Linked DNA regions of Rattus norvegicus: region 2 is linked to region 1. Evidence: chromatin contacts called from public Hi-C data. All regions are on one chromosome and are shown on one strand. The core of a region is the stretch at or near the end of the contact, and the rest is flanking DNA. Distances in the headings are between cores, read along the strand shown. Region 1 overlaps Ank2 (ankyrin 2). Region 2 overlaps Ank2 (ankyrin 2).

Evidence for each region. A called contact is a pair of places that touch in the nucleus more often than the background predicts.
Region 2: a contact with region 1 is called in a Hi-C map of liver, with 4 times the contacts expected there. The contact joins two enhancer-like sites. A contact is called at or near these places in 9 of 12 Hi-C or Micro-C datasets (the A7r5 cell line, the Rat2 cell line, Schwann cells and 4 more) and 1 of 1 datasets of contacts at active chromatin or transcription factors (oligodendrocytes).

The regions. Positions count from the first base shown.
Region 1 is chr2:218,446,886-218,453,324 of GRCr8, forward strand. The region is part of intron 1 of Ank2 (ankyrin 2); the gene reads right to left. Among named protein-coding and RNA genes, the nearest start is that of Trnav-aac18, 63 kb to the right of the region's middle. Within about 2 kb of position 2,481, at least 2 of the 93 cell types and tissues checked have an H3K27ac peak or open chromatin away from gene starts, as enhancers often do. A contact at or near this core is called in liver, where this site is marked.
Region 2 is chr2:218,578,348-218,584,081 of GRCr8, forward strand. All of the region lies in intron 1 of Ank2 (ankyrin 2), which reads right to left. Among named protein-coding and RNA genes, the nearest start is that of Ank2, 47 kb to the right of the region's middle. Within about 2 kb of position 1,459, at least 3 of the 93 cell types and tissues checked have an H3K27ac peak or open chromatin away from gene starts, as enhancers often do. A contact at or near this core is called in liver, where this site is marked.

The DNA.
Region 1 (6,439 bases), core at 1,231-3,730:
GCCACATGGTGTCTCACAACCATCTATAATGGGATCTGATGCCCTCTTTTGGCCCGTAGGTGTACATGAAGATAGAGCACTCAAAATAAATAAATAAACAAACAAATAAATAAATCTTTTTAAAAGTTTAAAAGGAAAACATAGTCCTTCCTCTCATTTTTTTTAAATGTAAGAGTTGATACTTAGAGAAGCCTAAAAAAATAATGTATGTCTAAGCCAGGTGGTGGTGGTATATACCTTTAATCCCAACACTTTAATAGCAGAGGCTGGTGTATGTATATCAGTGAGTTCCAGGCCAGCCTGGTCTACCAACCTACTTCCAGGACAGCCAGGGCTATACGCAGAAACCCCGTGTCAAACAAAAAACATGTCTAACTTTCCAACTTTTCCTACGTAATTTAATTATCTGCTCTTTCTTTTCAATTAGTTGGGTTCATAAAATACAAACATTTCTCCATTTTACAAAATCTTCTTCAGCCATATAATTTTTTAATTAATTTATTTTTAAAGACTTATTTATTTATTTATTTATTTATTCATGTATTTATGCGAGTACACTATAGCTGCCTTCAGACCCACCAGAAGAGGGCATCAGATCCCATTACACATGGTTGTGAGCCACCATGTGGTTGCTGGGACTTGAACTTAGGATGCCTGGAATCGCAGTCATTGCTCTTAGCAGTTGAGCCATCTCTCCAGCCCCTAATTAATTTATTTTTAATTAAAGCTCCATTACATCATTTCTCCCTTTCCTTTTCTTCCTCCAACCTCTCCCGTGTTCCCTTCACTCCCTCTCAAATTCAGAGCCACTTTTTAGTTGTTACTGTTACATACATATGTGTATGCATACACACACATACACATGCACACACATGAACATACACACATGCACACACACACATGCACACACACAACCTGATGTTTGTGTAGTGCTGCTTGTGTGTATGTGGTTTCAGAGCTCAGCACTTGACACTGGATAACCACTTAGGGGGCCCAGCCCTGAAGAAGACTGACTGTCCCACTCTCGTCAGCCCTTACTGGTCTATATCTTTGCCCAGTAATGGGGCTCTGTGAAATTTCTCCCCTCGGTGTCTATTGAGGCTGTCGGTCGCATCCTATTTCCTATCACGTGACTTTAGAATAGTATGAATGAAACACTTAGACACCGCTTTGTTTTGTTTTGAGACAAGGTTTTTCCTGTGTAGCCCTGGTTGTCCTGGAACTTAACCTATAGACCAGGCTGGCCTTACATTTACAGAGAGCTGCATGCCTCTGCCTCCTAAGTGCTGAGATTTAAAGGCACGTGCGACCACCAGTGAAAAACTTAAACATCTTAAAGACACATTTAACAACCTTTATGCCGAAGTAGCCAAACTCTTCTACCAGTCGCAGAGTGCTTTCCCAACCTTTAAAATATTGCCAAAATCGTACTGCCGACACGAGGGGTTCTCTATTTCTTCCTCCCCTGGATCTTAGAGTCTTAATGGAAATACAGCAGCAACTGCTCCACACGTGAGTAAATCATACCCGGGTGAGCCAGTCCCTGCTTGACTAAGCCCCAAGACTGAATTGCGTCTCGAAGACAAAGCAATACACTTTATGATGTCTGACCACAAAAATATTGTTTGTCCATGAAGAGAATGTGTTCAAAGACTGCAATAGGAGCTTTCTCTTTGGGGTTCTTCTCGTTGAAAGGTAAATCCTGAGTAGGTTTCTTAGTTGTGGTCTAGAAGTCCTTATGTCAAATGTTGTTCCACCTCTCAGTCCATGTGGAGACCTGACTTACCGAGTGGAGCTTCGGGCATCTGGAAAGCCTCGGAAACCTAATCAAATTGCATTATAAACAATGCTAAAAGGAGTCTATGCTAGAAATATTTGGAAAATAATTTTATCTCCCTAGTATATGTTCTGGTAGAATCAACCTTGAAAGGTCACCAACTCCTCGGTAGACTTTGTGCCACCAGCGTTCTAGGCAATTGGCTGTTCTCTCTCATCCCCACCACTGTTTCTGCTTCATAAGAGTCTTGTTAAATAACCTATGAGTTACTAACTATATTGCTCCAATTTATCATTTTCCCAAAAGGAAAATAAAGAAATTAATCAAAAATGATCTCAGTAATGGGCAGATAAACATTTGGGTCTTTTTTTAATGTAAAAGAACACGCAAAATATCTCCTGTGCCGAAGACTGTTCTGTTCTCCAATAAACATTTGTTGCACATGTCAGATGCCTGTAACTGTGTCCTGTGTTTGCTGCTATGGCGGTGGCAGTTACTAAGGCACTGGAAACAAGACCAGGAAGGTTACAGCCTCATAAAACCAACAGACCACAAAATGGGAACGTGCGGTAATAACTTACCGTGCAAACATAAATGCATTGTTTAATTGGAAGTTGACAGCCACAGGCCAGCAGGATGGCTCAGTGGGTAAGGGTTTTGCTGCCTGCCAAACTTGATGACCTGAGGTCAATCGCCAGAAACCACATAGTGGAAGACGAGAACCAACTTCCACACGTAGTCCTCTGACCCCCACAAGTGCACAGCAGCATAAACACACACACTAATCACGTGTGCACACACATGTGAACACACATATACACTGAAAACATATAAAACACACACATACACACTGCATAAATATAAAAACAAAAGTTTAAGTCACTTTTTTAAAGAGAGAAGAAGTTGACAGCCAAGTACATCATGTGGCCATAATCCAAGCAGGGGAAAGGCTGAGGCAGAGTAATTATAGAGACGGGCCTGGGCCACAGACAAAGGCAAAGTCCTGTGCCACAAAATACACAAGTAAATCAATCAGTCCATTAGAACTGACAGAGCTCCAATAAAAACTACCATTTCAACATGCCAAAGAGATCCACCCACCATGGGAAAGTGTTGCCATTTCTGCTATGAACTAAAAGTATATTATGATATTTAAAATAACTACGTTTTCCATCAGAATCTATTCATAAAATGATAGGTAAAACGTGTAGAATTCCTTCTATTCAAAGAAAAGAAAACACCTAAGAAGTTCCCAGAGGGGCAAATGGGGATACAACATCAGTGCATGGGTAACCTGGAGGGGAACAAAACAGGCAGGGAGAATTCTCAGAGAGGATCTTTTTGTACCTTTAGAGTTTTAATGAATTATTTAAAATTAGAACTTTAATTTTGTTAAATGGATTCTTCCCTGGTGATTAAAAAAATCTGTGGTCTCTTATGAATTTTTTTTTGTTTTTCTTTCCTTTCTTTCTTTGAAGCAGGAGCTCGTGTTCCCAAGGCTGGGACTACAGATGGGCCTCACCCTGTAGGTCCAACTTCTCAATTCAGAAAAGTAGAGTTAGCAAAATGGCCATGAAACTGATTCCACCAACCATCAGAATGGGATTTTTAATACTTTTATTCCCAAGAAGTCTGAGCTCACTCACTTTACAACAGGAGCTAGGTGCAAAACTCTAAAATGCCTAGATTTGAGAACATTTTCTCATATGTGAACTATAGAATATTCTCCAGAAAGAAGAAATTAGTAATCAGTTTAATGGTTAATTCATTCATAAACTAATGAGTTCCTAGAAATCAGCAGCAAACAGAACCGTCCCCTCCTGTGACAGTTCACCCAAGAGCAGCCTGCATTCCCTTTCATTTTATGCCACCCGATTTTTATTATCACTGCTATCTGGAGGAAATCCACTAGGGGGCACTATTTCACCACTTAGAATAAAAGTAACGTCTTTGTTTCCACGGGAACTAGCCTTCAGATTCGATTTTTTTTTTTTTTTTTTTTTTTTTTTTTTTTTTTTTTTTTTTTTTTTTGTGGAGGTAGGGAGTGGTTTGAGACAAGCGTTCTCTGAACTCCATTTGTAGACCAGGCTGGCATTGACCTCACAAAGACCTGGCTACCTCTGCCTGGTCAGCACCAGGATTAAGGGCAGGAGGAGTGAACAATTTACCTGGTTTTTAAATCACTTCTAAAGGAGGAGAAGCTCTGCTACACAGAGCAGGTTTCCTGTAGCCTACACCTTGGAAGCCTTGAGACAGCTGTGTCCTCTTCCATGTAAGGTTGGTCAAATCTTGGTAGCTTTCTCAGTCCTTGGCTGTTTTGTTACTCCTGTCTGCTGTCCTTACATATATTCTTGCACATGCACACACACACACACACACACACACGATTGTAGTCCAAACTGATTATCTCTCCCTGACCTTTTATATATGTGTACGTGTGTGTGCACATGTGCGTGTGTATATGCATATGTATATGATGTATATGTATATGATCTTGACTGAAATTTTCCCTTCCTCCTCTCCTCCTAGTCCCTCTCCCCTCCAACCCTCCCCTCCCACCTTCTCTTCAAAAAAGGGCAGGCCTCACATGGATATCAGCCCAACACGACTGATCAAGGTACAGTAAGACTAGGCACCTCCCCCTGTATTAAAGCTGGACGCATGACAACTCAGTATGAGGAAAGGGATCCCAAAAGCTGGCCCAAAGAGTCAGAGAGCCCCTGCTTCCACCATTAGGATTCTCCCAAGAAGACCAAGCCACACAACTGTAACATTCATGCCTGGGGCCTGGGTCAGTCCCACGCGTGCTCCCTGGTTGTCAGTTCAGTCGCTGGGAGCCCCCATGAGCACTGCTTAGTTGATTCTGTGGGTGTTCCTGCTGTGTCTTTGACCCCTCTGCCTCCTACAGTCTTCCCTCCCACTCTTCCACAGGAATGCATGAGCTCCAATAATGCTTGGCTGGGGGTCTCTGCATCTGTTTCAATCTGTTAATGGATGAAGCTTCTCCAGTGCTGACTGGGCTAGGCACAAACCTATGAGTATAGCAGAATAATATTATGAATTATTTCATTGGTTTTCTTTTTCTTTTATTTTACTTTATCTTGCCACTCAGGCTTGATTGCATCCTCGGTCTCCGGGCTATTCCTTTCAGTGATGCTCTGACTCACCTATCTGCAATTACTCCCAGACAGTACGCTGTGTTTTTCAGCAAGCAGGAGGGGGACTGTAAGGAAGGATCTCTCATTTCTAACAGAACCTTACACCTTTCTAAATCCTCTGCACTTTACCAAGTCCGACTCACCAACTCTTTTACATGAGACTAGCGATAACTAATCAAAAACCAAGATGGTCCTTCAAAGTCTAAAAGTCAGGGACCCACCTGTTTCCTCACTGGGCAACCACTACTTGCCGTGCACTTGGCACAGAAATGACATCCGAGCATTTGGAAAGCTCACCACTTAGTGCGAGCAAGGCTACCAGAACAGCCCACACACACCTCATAGAGGAATATGGTTCAGTCTATGCTCCTCAAAGAGACAGGACTGTTTGGTCTAGAACAACCACAGAAAGCTCTAACAAGGACAGCGAGAACAGTTGCCCGCTGTAATCCAGACTGCTCTTGTCTCTGCATTCACCTGAAGACCAGTCGCTTGAGGTCAAGAGAGAGACAACTTCTTAGGAAACAATTAGCACGGGTGGCTGGCTAGAGCCCATATTGGCCATGACAGACGCCAAGGAAAGACTAATGTCCTGATGGCACGTGAACAAGACAGCAAAATGGATCCCCAGAAGAGGGCGAACATTTGTTACAGCTCAGGAGTATCCCTGCCACTCTTTCTGTTCCTCCCCTTTTCACAGTCTTGAAGGCCTCGTATGCTCTCCTTAGCAAGCCTGCACAGAATACATTTGTGGATAAGTAGCAAATGCGACGTGAGTCAGCCTTAAACTGGCCATAATAGCACAAATTAGAGACTTCCTGGAAACAGAGGACTTTGAAGGAGGGGGCCAAGTAAATTTGGCCAGGATGAAAAAAATTAACCTATTTATAGATGTCAGCCTATGTGCTTGTCCTATCATTCATGTCCTTAGAAAGAAAGAAACGCTAAAGCTAGATGCTTTAAACAACAGACATTTGTTTTCTCGCTATCCTGGAGGCTCAAAGTTGAGGAGCACGATCGATGCTGGTGAGATTGGCTTCTACCAAGGCCTCTCCCTTTGGCTTACCTGTTGTCTCCCTACCCATGTGGTCTTCTCTTCTCTCCCTCCTCCCCTCCCCTCCCCTCCCCTCTCCTCTCCTCTCCTCTCTTCTCCTCCCCTCTCCTCTCCTCTCTTTCCTCTCCTCCCCTCCCTTCTCCTCTCCTCTCCTCTCTTCTCCTCCCCTCCCCTCTCCTCTCCTCCCTTCCCCTCCCCTCTCCTCTCCTCTCTTTCCTCTCCTCTCTTCTCCTCCCCTCTCCTCTCCTCTCCTCTCTTCTCCTCCCCTCCCCTCTCCTCTCCTCCCTTCCCCCTCCCCTCCCTCTCCTCTCCTCTCTTTCCTCTCCTCTCTTCTCCTCCCCTCTCCTCTCTTTCCTCTCCGCTCCTCTCTTCTCTTCCCCTCCCCTCTCCTCTTCTCACCTCCCCTCCCCTCCCCTCCCCTCTCCTCTCCTCTCTTTCCTCTCCTCTCCT
Region 2 (5,734 bases), core at 209-2,708, 130 kb after region 1:
TTGTTACTTCATACAGCACTGACAGAAAAGGAGAAGAAAGACCAGGTATAAACACTGCTGTAGCCATCCAGGAACAGGAAATGCATACATGGCTGTACATGTGAAGAAACAGGAATGGGATGGTGGGACCATGAAGCCTATGCCTCAGAAATTTTCATTGGCAAGCTGGAAATCCAGGAAAGCCAAAAGTGTACGTTCTAACCCAAATCCAGAGACAGGACAACTCGAAGTGTCACTCATTTCCATGACTTCCTCTAGGAGGCAGCACCACCCCTGCTCCTGCTGCCTGAAGCTCTATGCACCTGAAAGTGAGATCAAGTAGAGAGTCTTCATTCCACACTACAAATTCCCAGGATCCACGAAGCCCTAATAAACACTACCCTCCAAACCCGCTTTGGGAATTATCCTAGGAGATCTAACTCTTCAAGAAGAAGGGAATTTGATGTCCTGGCTTTTGGCAAAATGTAGAGGAAGAAAATATGGAATTCCAAGAATCTGATACACCCTAGGTAGTGTCCAACAGACCATGCCAGAAGTCACTCTATCATGGCCTATGAGGACTGTCTGCTACCTCCCAGGCAGGACCCACGGCTCTAAATATGCTTTATATGCTGTAATAAAAGGTGTACATACCAAGTCTAATTCACCGTTTCAGTTTCTTGGCTTTGTTAAGCTGGCCTCCCTTCCTTAGTCTTCACTGTTACTTTGTAAGTTCAGGACCAGAGGTGTTCTAACTCCTGTGAGCATCCACCTAACGCAATCAGACTGCACTACAGCGGGCTGGCTGTCTTCCCCCAGCACGAACCTACGGTCCTCAGTACACCTAACTTGTGTGCCAGTCTGTTTTTGCAATGCTGGGGGAGAAACTCAGTGTGCTGTGTGTGCCCGGCGAGCACTTCTCACTGAGCCATCTCTCCAGCCCCACTCACACATTCTTTAAATGTTTTATTGATAAAACTTGTTGGGGAGGGTTGAGTAGAGATGGGGTCTTGTGTAATGCAGCCTGGCCTCAGAGGCACTATGACTCTGAATCCTGGGTCTCCATCCTGGTCCCTCACTACCCAAGTGCTATCAGAAGAGCACACACTGCCCAGATGTGGACACTACACCCGGTTTCTACAGCCTGGTCTCTAGTCACTTCTTTAATTTAGAGCTGAAATGGGAACTCTGTCCCAAATAAGAAAGCAGAACCGAGTCTCCGGCATTTCCAGTGTAGAGACTGGCTATGAAATACCAGGAGTCAAAAGAAACATAATGTCCAACAAAATAAGAAGCAACAGTGTATTTAAATTTCAGCCTTGCCCCCCCCCCCGTGTGGTTACAACTGCCATGAGCTAAATGAGATGTTTTCCCTTTAAGAATACTTTCCTTTTTATTCATGTGTACACGCATGTTCAGATGCGTGTGGATGGGTATGTGGATGCCAAATACTCTCAAAGACCAGAAGAGGGCATCGCATCCCCTGGAACTGGAGTGGTTGTGACCTGCTACTATGTGTTGCTAGATACTGAACTCAAATCCTCAGAGTGGTAAATGTTCTTAACCCCTGAGCCATCTTTCCAGCCCCAGTTCCCTTAATATTGAGACACAGCAGATCCTGTACTGGCTTCTGAGCCCCAGCTGAGCCTCTGCCACTGCCGTGCACAGGTTTTCTATAAGTGGCATTAAAGGGAGCCAAGGAGATGGGAGTCAGGAAGATTGAAGGAGAAATACAGGAAATCCCTCGAGATTAAGTCTGTGAGCCTGGAGGGAATGATTTCTTCGCAGAAGAATCTCCTGTTTGTCGGGAGATAAATCTGGGTGAAGTTGTAGGCTCAGCTCAAATGTGTGCCGACCTGTGCTCTGAGGGCCTGGAGGACTATAAGCTACCGACTGTGTTTCCTCCCAGGAGTCCAGCTAGGTAGGAAGTCAGATCCTGTATAAACTTGGGGAACGAGACGATCTCTGTAAACTGTGCTTTGGCAACGATTCACAGAGGTAAATAGAAGTGTTCTATGGCCCCGTGAGAGTCAAAAGGAGACTACTGAAGAGACAACCATGGACAGAGGGGCTGGGAAGCCCCTTTGCTTTGAGAAATTGGACTGTGGACCAGTCTACTGCCTCCTCACATAATGCATAGTCCCGGCCAGTTAAACTTCTGAAACAGCTAAGCAGTTGCCCAAAATTCAGTTTAAACAGCCACTGTAAATTGCTTTCAACCTCTAAAATTAGCAACTCCTGGGCATGGTAATGCCCACCTTCAATCCCAGAACTCCAGATGCAAAAGGAGGAGGAATTCTGTGAGTTCAAAGCCAGTCGCCAAGTCTGGTCTACAGAGAGAGTTCCAGTGCATTTAGCAAGTGTTTTAACTAGACATTTGCCACAGTAGGAATGAGTATGGCCTGCATAGAGCCACAGCCAGATAGAATTCTTCCTGACAAATTCACAGACTGACCTTGAGCTAGATAGAGTCTAGCCTTTAAACACGTTCAGCTGGATGATACTTCTCCAGTAGTCTTTCCTTTTTAATGCGTTTTCTTAAGTGGACTGACAGTCATCGACGTTACAAAATGATTCCACAAGTCATTATTCAAGGCCGATTTAGCACTTCCTTTCTATAATTTGCAAGGTTAATTCCCTCTAATGAGACATTGAATATGCATAGACTTAAACTATCAAGCAATTAAGCATTTGCAAAACAAACTTCAGTTTTAACAGCAAATTCCGGCCACAAGATGGCACTAGAAAGTCAAAAGCATTTTGTTTAAAAACTAATTTTTGGGGTTGGGGATTTAGCTCAGTGGTAGAGCGCTTGCCTAGCAAGCGCAAGGTCCTGGGTTCGGTCCCCAGCTCCGAAAAAAAGAAAAAGAAAAAAAAAACTAATTTTTACAAAATCTTAAGTGCAAGTTAATGTCAAAAGATATTTAGAACTGGGCTGGGTATGGTGCAGCGTTCCTGTAATCACAGTGTCCACTGGGGAGGTGGGGACAGGAGGGTCAGCAATTCAAGTTAACCTCAGCTACATACTGATTTTGAGGCTAGCCTGGGTTGCTTTGAGACCCTGTGTCAAATGCTGCTGCTGCTGCTGCTGCTGCTGCTGCTGCTGCTGCTGCTGCTGCTGCTGCTGGTAGTAGTGGTGGTGGTGATGATGATGATGATGCTAGTAGTGGTGGTGGTGATGATGGTGGTGGTGGTGATGGTGATGATGATGATGATGATGAAAATTAAGAACTGCTTTCATGCTACCTAATTTCTTTTCCAATAAATGTTTTTATAAACTTATTTGCAAACTTTACCACTGTCAAAAACTTGTGCAAATGTGTACAACATACTTCTTTGCACTGATAGGATAAATATCTTTTAAGCTGGGTATAGCTCAGTAGTGGAGTTTGGGGCATGGAAAACTGGATTTGACACATACCCGCTGCTGTGTGCAGAGGAAGAAGTAGCGGAGGAAGAGAAGAGAACAGATTTATGTAAGTAATAAATTGAACTCTAAAGAAACAGGCTATTATAAGTCACCCTGAGATGCATAGTTAGGTGGAAGCAGGAGGATGTCTGAGTTCAAGGTCTTTTTACAATTGGAGTTCCACACTAACCAGGCTATTTTAAATAGTGAGACAATGTTTTTAAAGGAAAGAACGGAGGAGAGGAAAGGAGAGGAGAGGGGAGGAAAAATAACAATACCAAAGAATGCATTTAGTTCATTTAAAAAGTACACTGGGGTCTGGAGAGATGGCTCAGCAGTTAAGAGCACTGACTGCTCTTCCAGAGGTCCTGAGTTCAAATCCCAGCAACCACATGGTGGCTCACAACCATCTGTAATGGGATCTGATGCCCTCTTCTGCTGTGTCTGAAGACAGTGACAGTGTACTCACATACATAAGAATAAATACACCTTTTTGAAAGTACTTTGGACCGGAGAGGCTGTGGGCTGGGGTGTGTGGCAGCTCAGTGGTGGATGCTTACCCAGCATGTGCGGCCCTCCATTGGCTCTCCAGCTTGACCGAAGAGGGAAAGAGTCTACATAAGAAACCCACCGAAAACACTTTGGTTTAAGGCATCCTAGAATAAGATGTGACCCTAGAGAAGAGAACCTGGTTTTGTTTGTTTGTTTGTTTGTTTGTTTGTTTGTAGGGATCAACACCAAGGCCTTACATAAGCTCAGCAAATATTCCACCCTCAACCCCAGCCCAAAGGGTTCAGGAACATGGTTTGTTCTCAAGCCTACACTGGATAAAATAAAGTTAAGGTGAGGAAATGTAGCTCTTAGCTATCCAAGGTTGATTTGTAGGTTGGGAAGCAGTGATGGTAGGGGAGCCACCACGGTGGAGTGGAAATCTATAATCTTAGCAAACCTCCCCAGACCTCAGTCTCCTCGATTATGAGGTGGGGATCTTACGTTAAGCGGTACCTAAGGATCTTTCAGTCCTGCTCCTTGCTGTGAAAAAAGCAAGTGACTATAAAATACAGAGCTGGTAGGAAATTGAACATGATGGCAAAAAGGCAGGGACACTGGGGGTGGAGGTCAGTGACAGAGCACTGGTACAGGGCATAAGAAGGTCCTGGGTTTGAATCCCAGTACTGCCTTTAAAAAGAAGAAAAAATGCATAAGAAAAAATATCATGGATACGGAAGTCCTTTGAATAGCATAAATTCTTCTGTGTGTAGTGTATCAAGCTTGTAATCATCAGTGATGAAATAGAGTTCCAGATGGCAGAGGAGTGTCAGATCAAGAGGAAAATCTGGGAAGAGAAGAAAGTGGACTGCCTTTCACAAACTAATACACACACACACACACACACACACGCACGCACCCCAGTCTCCAGATTGTGAAGAGGGATTGGTAGCCAAAGAAGTGGTCTGACTTCTTCCTTTAATATCTTAGTCTGATGGTACAACCATTCTGGAAATCAGTCTGGAGGTTCCTCAGAAAATTGGACATTGCACTACCTGAGGATCCAGCTATACCTCTCTTGGGCATATACCCAAAAGATGCTCCAACATACAACAAGGGCACATGTTCCACTATGTTCATAGCAGCCTTATTTATAATAGCCAGAAGCTGAAAAGATCCCAGATGCCCTTCAACAGAGGAATGGATACAGAAAATGTGGTACATCTACACAGTGGAGTACTACTCGGCTATCAAAAACAATGACTTCATGAAATTCGTAGGCAAATGTATGGAACTAGAAAATATCATCCCGAGTTAGATAACCCAATCACAGAAAAACACACATGGTATGCACTCATTGATAAGTGGATATTAGCCCAAGTGCTCGAATTACCCTAGATGCACAGAACACATGAAACTCAAGAAGGATGACCAAAATGCAGATGCTTCACTCCTTCTTTAAAAGAGGAACAAAAATACCTATAGGAGGGGATAGGGAGGCAAAGTTTAGAACAGAGGCAGAAGGAACACCCATTCAGAACCTGCCCCACATATGGCCCATACATATACAGCTGCAGTTTGAAATTCTCACTAGAATTGTGCTCATGGAGCACGCTCGCCTGTGTGCTGGCTTGCTGCTGTGACAGACTGGCTAAGGAACTGGACCAGACCGGAGATGGGGCTGGGGGATGCCTGACACTCATATGTCCTACAAATAAAACTTGATAGGACAACAAAGGTCCATCTCTGGCATTAACTGCTCCATATTATTTACAGAACACATTGACTTCTAGATGTTTGCACACTGTGTCACATGTCCTGCTTTTGACTTTAACTAGAGAAAAACACTGTATTTCT